Regions from separate parts of the Mus musculus genome. Here regions 1, 2 and 3 are each linked to region 4. The links are chromatin contacts, called in public HiChIP or PLAC-seq, Micro-C and promoter capture Hi-C maps. All regions are on one chromosome and are shown on one strand. The core of a region is the stretch at or near the end of the contact, and the rest is flanking DNA. Distances in the headings are between cores, read along the strand shown.

Evidence for each region. Promoter capture Hi-C pulls out the DNA fragments that hold promoters and counts their contacts. A called contact is a pair of places that touch in the nucleus more often than the background predicts. HiChIP or PLAC-seq counts read pairs in DNA pulled down with a chosen protein or histone mark.
Region 1: a Micro-C map of embryonic stem cells shows a contact between it and region 4, with 4 times the contacts expected there. The contact joins the enhancer-like site here to the promoter of Mcph1 in region 4. A contact is called at or near these places in 16 of 39 promoter capture datasets (3T3-L1-derived adipocytes, the C10 cell line, the HPC-7 cell line and 12 more), 2 of 15 datasets of contacts at CTCF or cohesin (the NIH/3T3 cell line and embryonic stem cells), 15 of 484 Hi-C or Micro-C datasets (CD4 T cells, CD8 T cells, the HPC-7 cell line and 6 more), 36 of 115 datasets of contacts at active chromatin or transcription factors (the 230-238 cell line, the NIH/3T3 cell line, the SCID.adh cell line and 22 more) and 4 of 9 other capture datasets (adipose tissue, embryonic stem cells, liver and 1 more).
Region 2: a contact with region 4 is called in a promoter capture Hi-C map of embryonic stem cells, with 2.7 times the contacts expected there. The contact joins the enhancer-like site here to the promoter of Mcph1 in region 4. A contact is called at or near these places in 5 of 39 promoter capture datasets (the HPC-7 cell line, cranial neural crest, embryonic stem cells and 2 more), 3 of 484 Hi-C or Micro-C datasets (embryonic stem cells, muscle stem cells and pre-pro-B cells), 17 of 115 datasets of contacts at active chromatin or transcription factors (the 230-238 cell line, the SCID.adh cell line, bone marrow-derived macrophages and 7 more) and 3 of 9 other capture datasets (adipose tissue, liver and pancreatic islet).
Region 3: an H3K27ac HiChIP or PLAC-seq map of embryonic stem cells shows a contact between it and region 4, with 6 times the contacts expected there. The contact joins the enhancer-like site here to the promoter of Mcph1 in region 4. A contact is called at or near these places in 13 of 39 promoter capture datasets (the C10 cell line, the HPC-7 cell line, cranial neural crest and 10 more), 1 of 15 datasets of contacts at CTCF or cohesin (embryonic stem cells), 8 of 484 Hi-C or Micro-C datasets (the 3T3-L1 cell line, the HPC-7 cell line, LSK cells and 4 more), 35 of 115 datasets of contacts at active chromatin or transcription factors (the 230-238 cell line, the SCID.adh cell line, T-cell acute lymphoblastic leukemia and 18 more) and 5 of 9 other capture datasets (adipose tissue, embryonic stem cells, liver and 2 more).

Annotation. Positions count from the first base shown.
Region 1 is chr8:18,896,810-18,899,509 of GRCm38.p6, reverse strand. All of the region lies in intron 1 of Gm35934 (a long non-coding RNA gene), which reads left to right. Among named protein-coding and RNA genes, the nearest start is that of Gm35934, 4.1 kb to the left of the region's middle. Within about 2 kb of position 1,344, at least 35 of the 459 cell types and tissues checked have an H3K27ac peak or open chromatin away from gene starts, as enhancers often do. A contact at or near this core is called in the SCID.adh cell line, double positive thymocytes, embryonic stem cells and 2 more, where this site is marked.
Region 2 is chr8:18,867,645-18,870,344 of GRCm38.p6, reverse strand. It overlaps Agpat5 (1-acylglycerol-3-phosphate O-acyltransferase 5 (lysophosphatidic acid acyltransferase, epsilon)), which reads right to left. Exons shown (of 8, transcript NM_026792.3): 3 at 1,337-1,452. Among named protein-coding and RNA genes, the nearest start is that of Agpat5, 23 kb to the right of the region's middle. Within about 2 kb of position 1,419, at least 4 of the 459 cell types and tissues checked have an H3K27ac peak or open chromatin away from gene starts, as enhancers often do. A contact at or near this core is called in embryonic stem cells, where this site is marked.
Region 3 is chr8:18,935,013-18,937,712 of GRCm38.p6, reverse strand. It overlaps Xkr5 (X-linked Kx blood group related 5), which reads left to right. Exons shown (of 7, transcript NM_001113350.2): 6 at 375-486. Among named protein-coding and RNA genes, the nearest start is that of Gm40464, 14 kb to the left of the region's middle. Within about 2 kb of position 1,307, at least 144 of the 459 cell types and tissues checked have an H3K27ac peak or open chromatin away from gene starts, as enhancers often do. A contact at or near this core is called in the 230-238 cell line, the HPC-7 cell line, the SCID.adh cell line and 17 more, where this site is marked.
Region 4 is chr8:18,593,733-18,596,432 of GRCm38.p6, reverse strand. Mcph1 (microcephaly, primary autosomal recessive 1) reads right to left here and starts at 1,302. Exons shown (of 14, transcript NM_173189.3): 1 at 798-1,302. The coding sequence starts at 837.

The sequences.
Region 1 (2,700 bases), core at 95-2,594, 300 kb before region 4:
GAAGGGAGGGCTCATTGACTGTGGTGGCGAGGCTCCCAGGGTCTGCTCTTCTCTCTGCTGTGTAGTATTTTCATCTTTGTGTGTAAGCCACTGTTTCCGAACTTGGATTCAGAACTATTCAAAAACTCAACTGTCAGCTTTTTTCCATGACCACTAGGTGGTGCCAAATCCCCGGTCGGTGTTCCACTTCAACTAGGAAACTAGAAGCGAAGCCCAAATGTAGAACAGAACTATACAATGAACAGGATGGGGGAGAAAAATGTCCTGAACCCTAAAGCCAGTCTTGGAGTCGTCGCAAAAGGAACCCCCTCAGTGGAAGCCCTTGCAGTAGGGTAGCCCCTCTTCCATGGTGCACGTTCCATAGGAGCTCCTGGTGCAGCCCACCTCTCTGACCCTGATCGCCCCGATTTCTCGTTCTCTGTGATTGGCTGCTCTCCCGCACAGGAAGTCGGAGCTGTTTACAGCTTCTACATCCACAAAGGGGCCTTTCCCCAGAGATGGCCAAAGGTAGCTCACTCATTGTGTTTACCAGGCTGACTGTAAAACTTTCAATACTAGCTGTCCTCTGGTGGCAGCCCCAGGGTGGCCGTGGGGCTTGGGGAGGTGGCTTCATTCACTGCCTTGGGGAAACTGACTTTCTGGGCAAGTTACTGAGAGAGGTCTTATCTGCAGCTTTCCCTTGCTCCCTCCCCCTGAGGTGAAATACCTTACCAACTCAAGTGTAAATAACAAAGACAAGAAGACAAGGTGGGGAGGGGTGCGGAGGGGTGGGGAGGGGTGGGGAGGGGTGGGGAGGGGTGCGGAGGGGTGGGGAGGGGTGGGGGTGGGGGGAGGGCGAGGCAGGTGGGAGCCTTCTCCTCCAGCACAAAGGGCCCGACTAACACTCCTACCACAACAGACAGATTACAGATTGGCAAGAGAAAAGCATAATCAATTTACTTAATGGCAGATTTATGGATGCCGTAGAGAATGAAGCCCTAAAGACTGTAGGGGAAATCCTTTAGGTTTCTGTTGCCTTTGGATGAGGGATGGACAGCCACATTGGAATGTGACTGAGTCGAGATCTGACCTAATGTGACAGATAGAGGGAACCTTCAAAACCTACAGCATCTCTTCCTTCCCACCCACTTGAGAGGCAAGGCACCTCCAGGTTCTAGGCTCTCTTGGGGACTCTAGGACTTTTGGTGGGAAGGGCAGGTTAGGTGACAGGACACAGAAAGACTAGACCCCAATGTTTTGGGAATCTTTCCTGGGTCACCCTGCCTGCCCTGTTAACTGTCCAAGGAAATTCCACCACAAGCCAGTCTCAGCAGGTGTTGAGGGCAAGGCTGAAAGCCCCTCCCTCCAGGAAGCTCTTTTGTCAGCTCAGCTGTGGTCACAAAGTAACCAGGTGGGCAAGTCTACTAGAGACAGCTCCACCTTACAGTTCTGGAGGCTGGGACCAAAAACAAGGCTAAGTAACTCTATGGATGACGGCCTGCAGGGCACACACAGCCCTGTAACCCCTTATTCCTTGTCTTAGTTAAGTGATAACCATAGCTTGTGTCTAAATAATCCAGCACAACTGATCCCTTGTCTAGTTGACACAAACGTCACTGTTAAGTCACCACCTTTCCTTTCTTTTTCACCCAAGACCACAGATCACATCAATATAAATATCACAATATAAAACATTCATAAACTTAAAAAGTCTGTCTTTTTACAAATACAGAAACTTGGGGCTGGAGAGTTGGCGCAGTGGTTAAGGGCACTGATGACTGCTCTTCCAGAGGTCCTGAGTTCAATTCCTAGCAACCACGTGGTGGCTCACAACCATCTGTAATGGGATCTGACACCCTCTTCTGGTGTGACTGAAGAGAGTGACAGTGTATTAAAAACAAACAAACCAACAAACAAAAAGCAAACAAACAAAAAAACAAATACAGAAACTTTAAAACTCACTCTGTTTAGAAGTCCAAAGTCTCTTTTAAAAGATAAATCAAAGATAAATACTTTCTTACTTCGAGAAGGAAGAACCAGGGCACACTCACAATCAGACCAAGGCAAAACCACTCCCCAACTGTGTAAGTAACTTAATGTCTAATGTCTGGGATTCACTCACAATTTTCTGGGGCCCCTCAAAGGGCTCGGTCACTTCTCCAGCTCCACCCTCTGCAGCACACACAGCTTGTCTTCTCAGCCTCTGTGGCTCTACTCCACCGCGGCTGTAGTTCTTGGTGGTCATCCTGTGGTACTGTCATCTCCAAAATGCTAGGGTCTTCTGCCGCAACTGGGCTGCACTCTCACCAATGACCTTTCCTGGTCTCTCACAGTGCTCTCCGTGACTCCTTCATGATTTCAAAATTGCTACCACCCGGGTAACTCTTCCATGACCAAATTGGGCCACCAAGATGAGGTACAACCTTGGCTACCTCTGGAACATAGCTTCAGCATACTGACTCTCAAGAAACACTTCCCAGATTTTGCCTCTCTGATACCAGTCTCTTCTTAGTCAGAAGAACTAAGTCACTGTTAATTTCTCAGCTCCAGCTGACGAGCATCCATTGCCCCAGACAAGCACAGGTTTTACTTCAGTGACTCTAGTCTCTTTTTTTTTTTTTAAGATTTATTTATTGATTATATGTAAGTACACTGTAGCTGTCTTCAGACAGTCCAAAAGAGGGAGTCAGATCTCGTTACAGATGGTTGTGAGCCACCATG
Region 2 (2,700 bases), core at 170-2,669, 270 kb before region 4:
CAGGAATGCATAGATACAAAACACTCAAACACATAAAATAAATTAAAAATAATAAATACGTAAAAGAGGCCACAGGAGGCCAGGAGGGAAGGATAGAAAATTAAAAAGACAAAAGTCTACACCTCCATCCTTTAAGGAATTAAAATATGGACTAGGAACCAGAAACATATATACACAGGCATTCAGTTACATAAAATAAATTAAAGATAATACATAAATGGGCAAAATAATTAAGATAATGTCTACACTCAGAGCCTTTAAAGAACTGAATCATGGACTCAGCTACAGAGATTGGTGTGACACCATTATGGACTAAATTTCCCCCTCCCCCCTTAACTCTTACATTGAAGCTTCAGCTTCCACAGTGACTGTGTATGGAGACAGGGTCTTTAAGAAAATCATTACAGTTAAGTGAAATAAGGGCACTAGCTGAGGCCCTGCTGGTGGAACACCCACCAAGGATGTCCACATGTGGGAAAGGCCGGCTCAGAACACAGGGAGAAGGCTGCAGTCTATAATCCAAAGAGGTGGGTGTTGGGAGACAGCAGTACCACCCACATCCTGACCTTGGGGAGACTTTCAGCCTTCAGAACTGTGAGAAAACACATTTCTCCACACTTCACACTCTGAGCTCAGAGTCTGCTTTTAGCTCCTGTCTGTCACTCACTAACTACTTTTGAATCAATTTCCGAACATTACCGATTGTCAATTCTGCACTTGTAGCTTTCTATTGGACTCCTAGGTATTTGTATTTCTGCTACTGGACTTAAATATACGGACAACCAGCCATCTAGACACACACCATCAGGAACCGTGAAGAAGAGCTAGGGAGGTGGCTCAGTTTGGAAAGTACTTGTCTCACAAGTTACGAGGACCCACATTTGGATCCCTAGAATCTAGTAAACAGCTGGGCGTAGCAGCACACACTTGTAACCTAAGTAAAGGTAAGGAGGCAGAGACCGGTAGATGCCCAGGGCTCACTGGCCGGCTAGCCTGGGCAACTCAGCAAAGGTCTAGGAGACTGTCTCAAAATAAGAGTGGAAGGTGCCTAAAAAGTGACACTCACACTTGTACTGAAAATTGTCCTTCGACCTCACATGCATCCACGTGTGCACACAAGCACACATATGCATGTGCACACATATAGAATTCTAAATAAAAATACTAGTAAAAGTCGCTTTAAAAAATGTCTGAACTAAGGCTGTCACTCAGTAGCACACATATGACCCCATGTTCAATCACGGGTACCATAAAACAAACACATAAACAAAAAAATCAGATATAGTTTCATTAAATGGTGTTAAGTTTGAAATAAAAGGGCAAAGACAAAGTTTACCTGAGCAAAGTAGAACCCATACAGCGGAAGCCATTTTAACTTGTCTTTCAGTACGTAGCGCACATGTCCTAGGGCATCCTGTCTGGCAGCCAGCATGTCCGCAACAATCCAGTCAACTGTAAGGCAGACCCAAGTCAGTACCTCACAAGTCAGCTCCAACCTTCCCTCCCAGGAACAAAAACTCATCTTCACAGCACAGTCTTTGTAACATGTCCTGAGAATCTAACTATGGAGGCAGAGGCAGAAGGCGCACAGGCTCAGAGTCAACCCGGTGTACAGAGCAAGTCCCAGGAACACTAGGGCCACATAGCAAGACCTAGCCTTAAAAAAGCTTTTAGTTTTTTTAAAAATAAAGTATGATTAAAATGCTTAAAACAAAGCCAACTACAGACACATTAAAAAATATACCCCCTCCCCAAAACTCAAAAAAAAAAAACAACCAACAAACAAAAAACCCTTAAATCAAGGAGGTGTGTGTTTTTCCTGTTTTTTGTATTTTTTTTTTCCTCTGTGTAGCCCTGGCTCTCCTGGAACTATGTGGACAAGCTGGCCTTGAACTCAGTGATCCACTTACCTCTGCTGGGATTAAAGGCTTTTCTCATTTCTTAAAAGGCCATTTATTTCAAGGATAAAACACAAAGGTACAAAATACATGGGGCTGAAGAGATTTTGTTCAGTGGTTAAGGATTCAGTTGCTGCTTTCGCAGAGGGCCCAGGTCTGGTACCCATAAGCCAGCTCTGCCTCTAACTCCAGTTCCAACGGATATGAGGCCCTCCATGAGCCCCAAGTGCACCAGGCACATGCACAGTGCACAGGCATATATGCAGGGACTCAAACATACTCAGGAAAAGAAAGAACAAATGTTTAAAAGCTACAAAATACTAAGTAACCCAACACCCAAATACTAAATAACTGTTGAATAATATTTAATTACAGGTAAAAAAAATAAGAGATATTTCTTTTTAAATGAAGAATGGAAAATTATAAGGAAAAAAATGGCAAGTGAAACAACTGTAGCTAAATATCCCATATACACAATGTCTGACAAAAGGCACTACATTAAGAGCTGGAGAGATGGCTCAGTGGTTAAGAGCACTGGCTGCTCTTCCAGAGGTCCTGCGTTCAATTCCCAGCAACCACATCGTGGCTCACAACCATCTCTACTGACATCTGATGCCCTCTTCTAGCATGCAGGTATATATATGATAGGGCATATATATTAAATAAGTAAATAAATCTTTAAAAAGCAAGGCACCACATTAGGTTTTTACTAATGACTTCCTGGATACAGTGTTCAATTCTTACAATACCCAAACAAGGGTCTCGTGTGATTTACAATTGTGCGAGGTAGATATGTAGGTCT
Region 3 (2,700 bases), core at 58-2,557, 340 kb before region 4:
CCTAGTTATCTCTCATTGTGTTTCCACCCGGCAGCTGTGATTCCTCAGGCAGGAAGTTCAAGGGGCTGACAATTCACCCCAGGAATGTAGCCTTGGGCTGTTAGATCAGTGCCAGCATCTGTCAGCCATCTTAGTGTGGGCTACATAGAAACACTTGTGCCAAAGCTCAGTCTATTTTCCTGTGTCTGTGACTCTGGGGATGTTCCCATGAATGACGTCAGCAAGCCTTCCTGGGTAGAAACATTCCCCCTGGAGCCTAGCTTCTGTTCGGTGGAGGCTCCTTGGTTTGTGAACCCCAGCAGGTACTAGGGACAGGAGGGAAGAGGTGCAGATAGCAGACCCCCAGGTATGGTGACTCTCTCTTGTCCCCACAGGTTATGCTGCTGGAGAACTCCATACTCTTACTACTGGCCACTGACTTTCTGCAGGGAGTACCAGGGACCAGCCTGTGGACTGTGGTGGGAGTCTTGTCTGGATTTCTGATTGGTAAGACCTACTGAGCCTTCTTAGCCACACTTCCTTTCCAACTTGTATTTGTATTTTATGTTTATTCTTTTCATTTTCAAGTGTGTGCACATATGTTATATACATATGTATGGTATATATGCATGGATGTGCATATATTGGTATGTGTAGGGATGCTCATGTGTGGTGTGTATGTGGAGGCCTGCAGCTGATGTCAGATGTCTTCCTTAGCCACTTTCCACTTACTGAGTCAGGGGTTCTTACTGAACCCACAGCTCACTAATCCCTGATTGTCTTGCGTATAAGAAGAACAATTGTTTTGTTGTTGTTGTTTTGTTTTGTTTTGTTTTTTCTTATTTAGGAACCTAGTACTGGCTGTTGCTAGGCAACTGTTGGGCGGAGCCTAGAGGAAATGCTAACAGGAAGGACAGGGAACAGGTTAGGGGCAGTGGGCAGGGGATGGGACCCATGCTGTAGGTAAGTGCCCTAAGACTCTGAGCTTAGCTTTGTAGACCTGACTAGACTGATGGGGGCCTCAAGGAAAGGTAGGAGCAGCCACGTCTGTCCAAAATGCTGCCTATACATTGAGTGGCCGATTTCTAAGCAGCATGCTTGCAAGTGAATGGCCAAACAGCGAGGTGTCCAGGCAAGAGTTACTCCGCCACCTACAAAGTGGCCTCTGTCTAGTCATCTTCCTGCGGAGAGGGGATCCACTGGGATATGATGTGACAGTCCTCACAGCTGAGAGACCTAACCACTTCGTTCACAGGCGGTATGACCCAGTCCAGTAAACAGGATAGGAGGAAGTAAAACTGCCCTGTCATCTTAGAAAGGACTGGGCTGTGTCATGCTGCTCCGTTGCCCAACAGCAGGTGGCGCTGGACACATCTGTGACTCCTTTGGCCTCCTGGCAATCTCCAGCAGGAAAGGGAGAGTATGTCAAAAGACAGAACAGGAACAACCAAACTGAGTCAGTCCTTAAACTCGGGCATTATAGAAAATTATATTTAATACATGTTTAAAGTCATATCATCGTATGTTATTGACAGACATGATGGTTTGTTTCTATAACTCCAGTGCTTAGGAGGCAGAGGCAAGAAGAGCATTGTTGTGAGTTCTAAGCCATCATGGCCTACATAGTAAGTTTGTGGCAAGCCTGGGCTAAGAAGAAAAACCCTATTAAAATATATATATCCAGAAACAGATCATGGGTAGAGTGCTTGTTTAGCATTCAAGAAGCCCCAGGTTTCATGCCCAACACTATTATAAATGAACCGTACAAGCAGTGCGATCCAAACACTTAGCTGAGACAGGAGGATTGACTCAGGTTTGAGACCAGCCTGGGCTATGAATCAAGGCTTCATCTCAAGAAAACAAGTAATATTTTTTTAAAGAGAACTATAGTATCAAGAACACAGACTTGAGATAGTTCCTGCCCAAATCCAGGCTCCCTGTTTCCTTCTTTCACTGGACAAACGTGTATTGAGTGCCTACTACACACCAGCCTGGAGCTACAGCCAAGAATCCAGCAGGTGGCAGGATCCTACAGAAAATCAACACACCCGGTGCCTCTGGCCATGGCAGATCCCGCTGCCTAACTGGTGCCCGGGGTGCACAGGGTAGTGTTGGGTAACATCCTCTGGCTTGCTGTTCTTTCCTGACCTTGCTGGGATTTGTTTGCCAAAGATGAGTGACTGCATATTGCTAGGGCTCAGTGAGAATCCAAGGCATAGAAGCTAGTATGTGAGCTATGTTCAATGCAGACAGGACTGCTGGTCCTTGTCCCCACTTCTGATTTTCCACAAACCAGTGCCCTGCCCAGGGCCTGCTCTTGTCCCCAGAGTCACTGAGGGTCTGGGGGCACTGTCCTTTGGGCTCTTCCTACGGTCTGTCATGCTGCCATCTCCTGGTGCCTTCAGCCCCCCTCCTCACACTTAGTTCCCATCTTCTACTCGCCTAATGAACACCCCTGAACACAGGCACTTTCTCCAGTGCGACAGGAAACTGGAAACAACGTGGGTGGCTTACTGGAATGCTCTGGTAAAGAGATTATTGCAGCAGTCAACACTTCTGATCGACACAAATGAAACTGACAACAATGTGATTAAGCTGTTTGTGCACAGAGGAAGTGTTGTTGTTGTTGTTCATGGAAATGCCCCGACACGGCTCTGAGGAGCATGACTGACCTCTGCTTCGGGCTCTTGTTTTTGAGGCCGCTTTCTTACCTCCTGCCTG
Region 4 (2,700 bases), core at 53-2,552:
TACAGACTGAGACAGAGTTTCCAGGTCCAGGAAGGCTAGAGCCACAAGAGAAACTTTGTTACACAAGCAAGCCCACACCCCCACCCCACACCCCCAAACCAAATTAAAAAACAGAGATAAGTCAGCCTCAGCTACATAGCAAGTTGGAGGCAAACTTGCTTTCTAAAATAATAAATAAAAATTTAAATATATATACACATATATGATATAAATATAATAAACACATAGCTATAATAAATATAATATATAAATATATAAAATATATTTATACTTGGAATCTCCTCACCCAGGGTCCCATGTTCTGAGCACGTGTTAGCACGACAAAAATACAACAACAACAAAAAAAAAGGTGAGCTCCACAAGTGTCAGGCAGCTCTACTCAGGTAGGACCCTCCAGAGGCCATCACACTATTACCAAATTCTTACTTTTCCTGATCCCACAACTGCAGAGGCCATAGAGGCAAGAGGATCCCAGAAAGCTAAGACAGGAGCCTATCCTCCCGCCAGCTCTCCAGGGCTCAGCCTGCACCGGGGTGGGGTGGGGGGATTGGGGAACACATAGGGGTCGATGAAGGTCACAGGGTGAATGTATGTGGGGTGTCCACACAGGTGGTCGGGATCCTGAGTGAGGGGACTCCGGGTGTGAGGGAACCTAGGATGTGAGAGGACCTCGGGCGTAGGGAGCCCTGAGATGGGATGGGACCTGGCCTGGGAGCCGATCCCGGCGGCCCAGGCAAGACAACCAGGCGCTGGGAGCCTAGACCCCAGCCCCCTCCCTACTGGGCGTGTCTCCTCACCTTTCAGAAAGGCGCCCCCAACGCCTCCCGAGGCCTCCATGACCCGACCAGCTTGAAGCTGCGGGACCGAGCGTGCGCCGGCAGGAAGGCAGAGGGGTGCGCATGCGCAGGCCGTGCCCCCTGGGCTCGCCGCGTCAGGCTTAGGGGTGTGTGTGTGTGTGCGCAAGGGCTCCGGGTTCCCTTCCCTCGCCGAGAGCGCCCGGCTCAGTGACACACGACAGCCGAGACCTGATCGCTCACGGGCGGCCCTGAAGCTCTCCGGCGACCTGGCAGGAGTCAGCCCGCCGCACCGCGGCTTCAGGGCGCAGGTCAGCGCCGCGGTCGCTTGTCCCCGCAGGGTTCGCTCGTCCTCGTTGCGCAGCGCTCGGTGACCGGGGAGGGGACCCACCCGTGGGCCCTGCCTCAGCCCTGCACCCTGGAGCGCGAGCGGGACTGCTGCAGCGTCCGCGGGCCCTCTGGGTCTTCAAACCTCCCGCCCGCGAGTCTGCGAGGGGGCGGGTCGGACGCGGGCCCGCCTCCCCGCGCAAGGGCTGCCGGGAGAGGGAGGAGGACGGAGCCGCCTAGGGAGGACGGAAGCCAGGGAGTGCCTGCTCTTCTGTAGATAACAGTATCCTTTCGTCGCCTTAAGCGCCGGGCGTTAAAAACAAAAACAAAAAAACCACCCAACTGGTTTGGACAGACAGGTTGTTTTGGGTTTTGTATTTATTTGTTACACGTGTGAGTACTTTGCCTGCTTGTACATATTTGCACCACGTGCGTGCCTGGTGCCAGTGGAGGTCACTAGAGGGCGTCAGATCCAATTACACATGGTTATGTGCCACCATAAGGGAGCCAGGGACCAAATTCGGGTCCTCTGCTAGAGCAAATGTTCTTAACCACTGAGCCATCTCCTTAGCTCCTGGTTGGGTGTTTAGAGAGATGGCCTTGGTTTCTAGCTCACAACACTCAGCCCTTCTCCCGACTCAGCCTTCCCCAAGAGCTAGGATTACAGACTGGCCCAGCAATTTGGCTTTAAAAAAAAAAAAAAAAGATAATTTATATAGATATACACACACATATACATATATATATATTTCAAAATTATTTTAAATGTACATATTAAAATATATAATATATATAATTTTAAAAAGCCAAATTCCGAGTGATGAGCTGTTAATGGGAATTCACGAATTGAAGCATCTTCACTAACACAGTGGGAGAGCTTTCACTAGGCAGTGCAAAGAGAAACTCAAGACAAAATGGCTGCTTAAGGTGCCCAGTAACATACCACAGTGTCTGCTGGCCTCCAGGCTTACGTGGTACCTGTGGCTCCTTTTAGCGTTTCTCAACCCACCTCCTGCTCTAAACTTCTCCAGCTCTTGGGCTTCAGTTCCCCAAGCTTCTCATTCCTATATAACCCCGCCATTTCAGGCTGGTACTTAGTCCTACTGACCCTCTCTCTCTCCCCCCTCCCCTCCCCCTGCTCCTCCCCCTTTCCCTACCCCACCCTCTGTCCTCTCTTTTGCTTTTCTCTCTTCTCTTCCACCTTTCTTCCCAGTGCCCACTCCTCTCATGGCCTGACCTACCCTGCTGGCCAAGTCCGATAGAGAGCTTTCTCTCCCTTCTGTGGACTTTTCCAGATGCCTCAGGCTGAACTCTCCCTCCGATCTAAATAACCCTCCCCTCGGCTGTATGCTCTCACTTTATACAGGCAGTAAGAGCAGGACTAGGATTCCTGAGAAGGGAACACAGAATCAGAACCATGGCTTGGTTCTCAGACTTCCTTATTTGGCTATCTTAGGTGAACCGGCATCTTATCTCCTCTTACTGTTGGGACCCTTTGGGTTCTCTAACCTTTCACTTAGATTCCCTGCCACTCAGCATGACTGACTCCACTTTGGTTTGATCAGCTTTGCTGGATGGA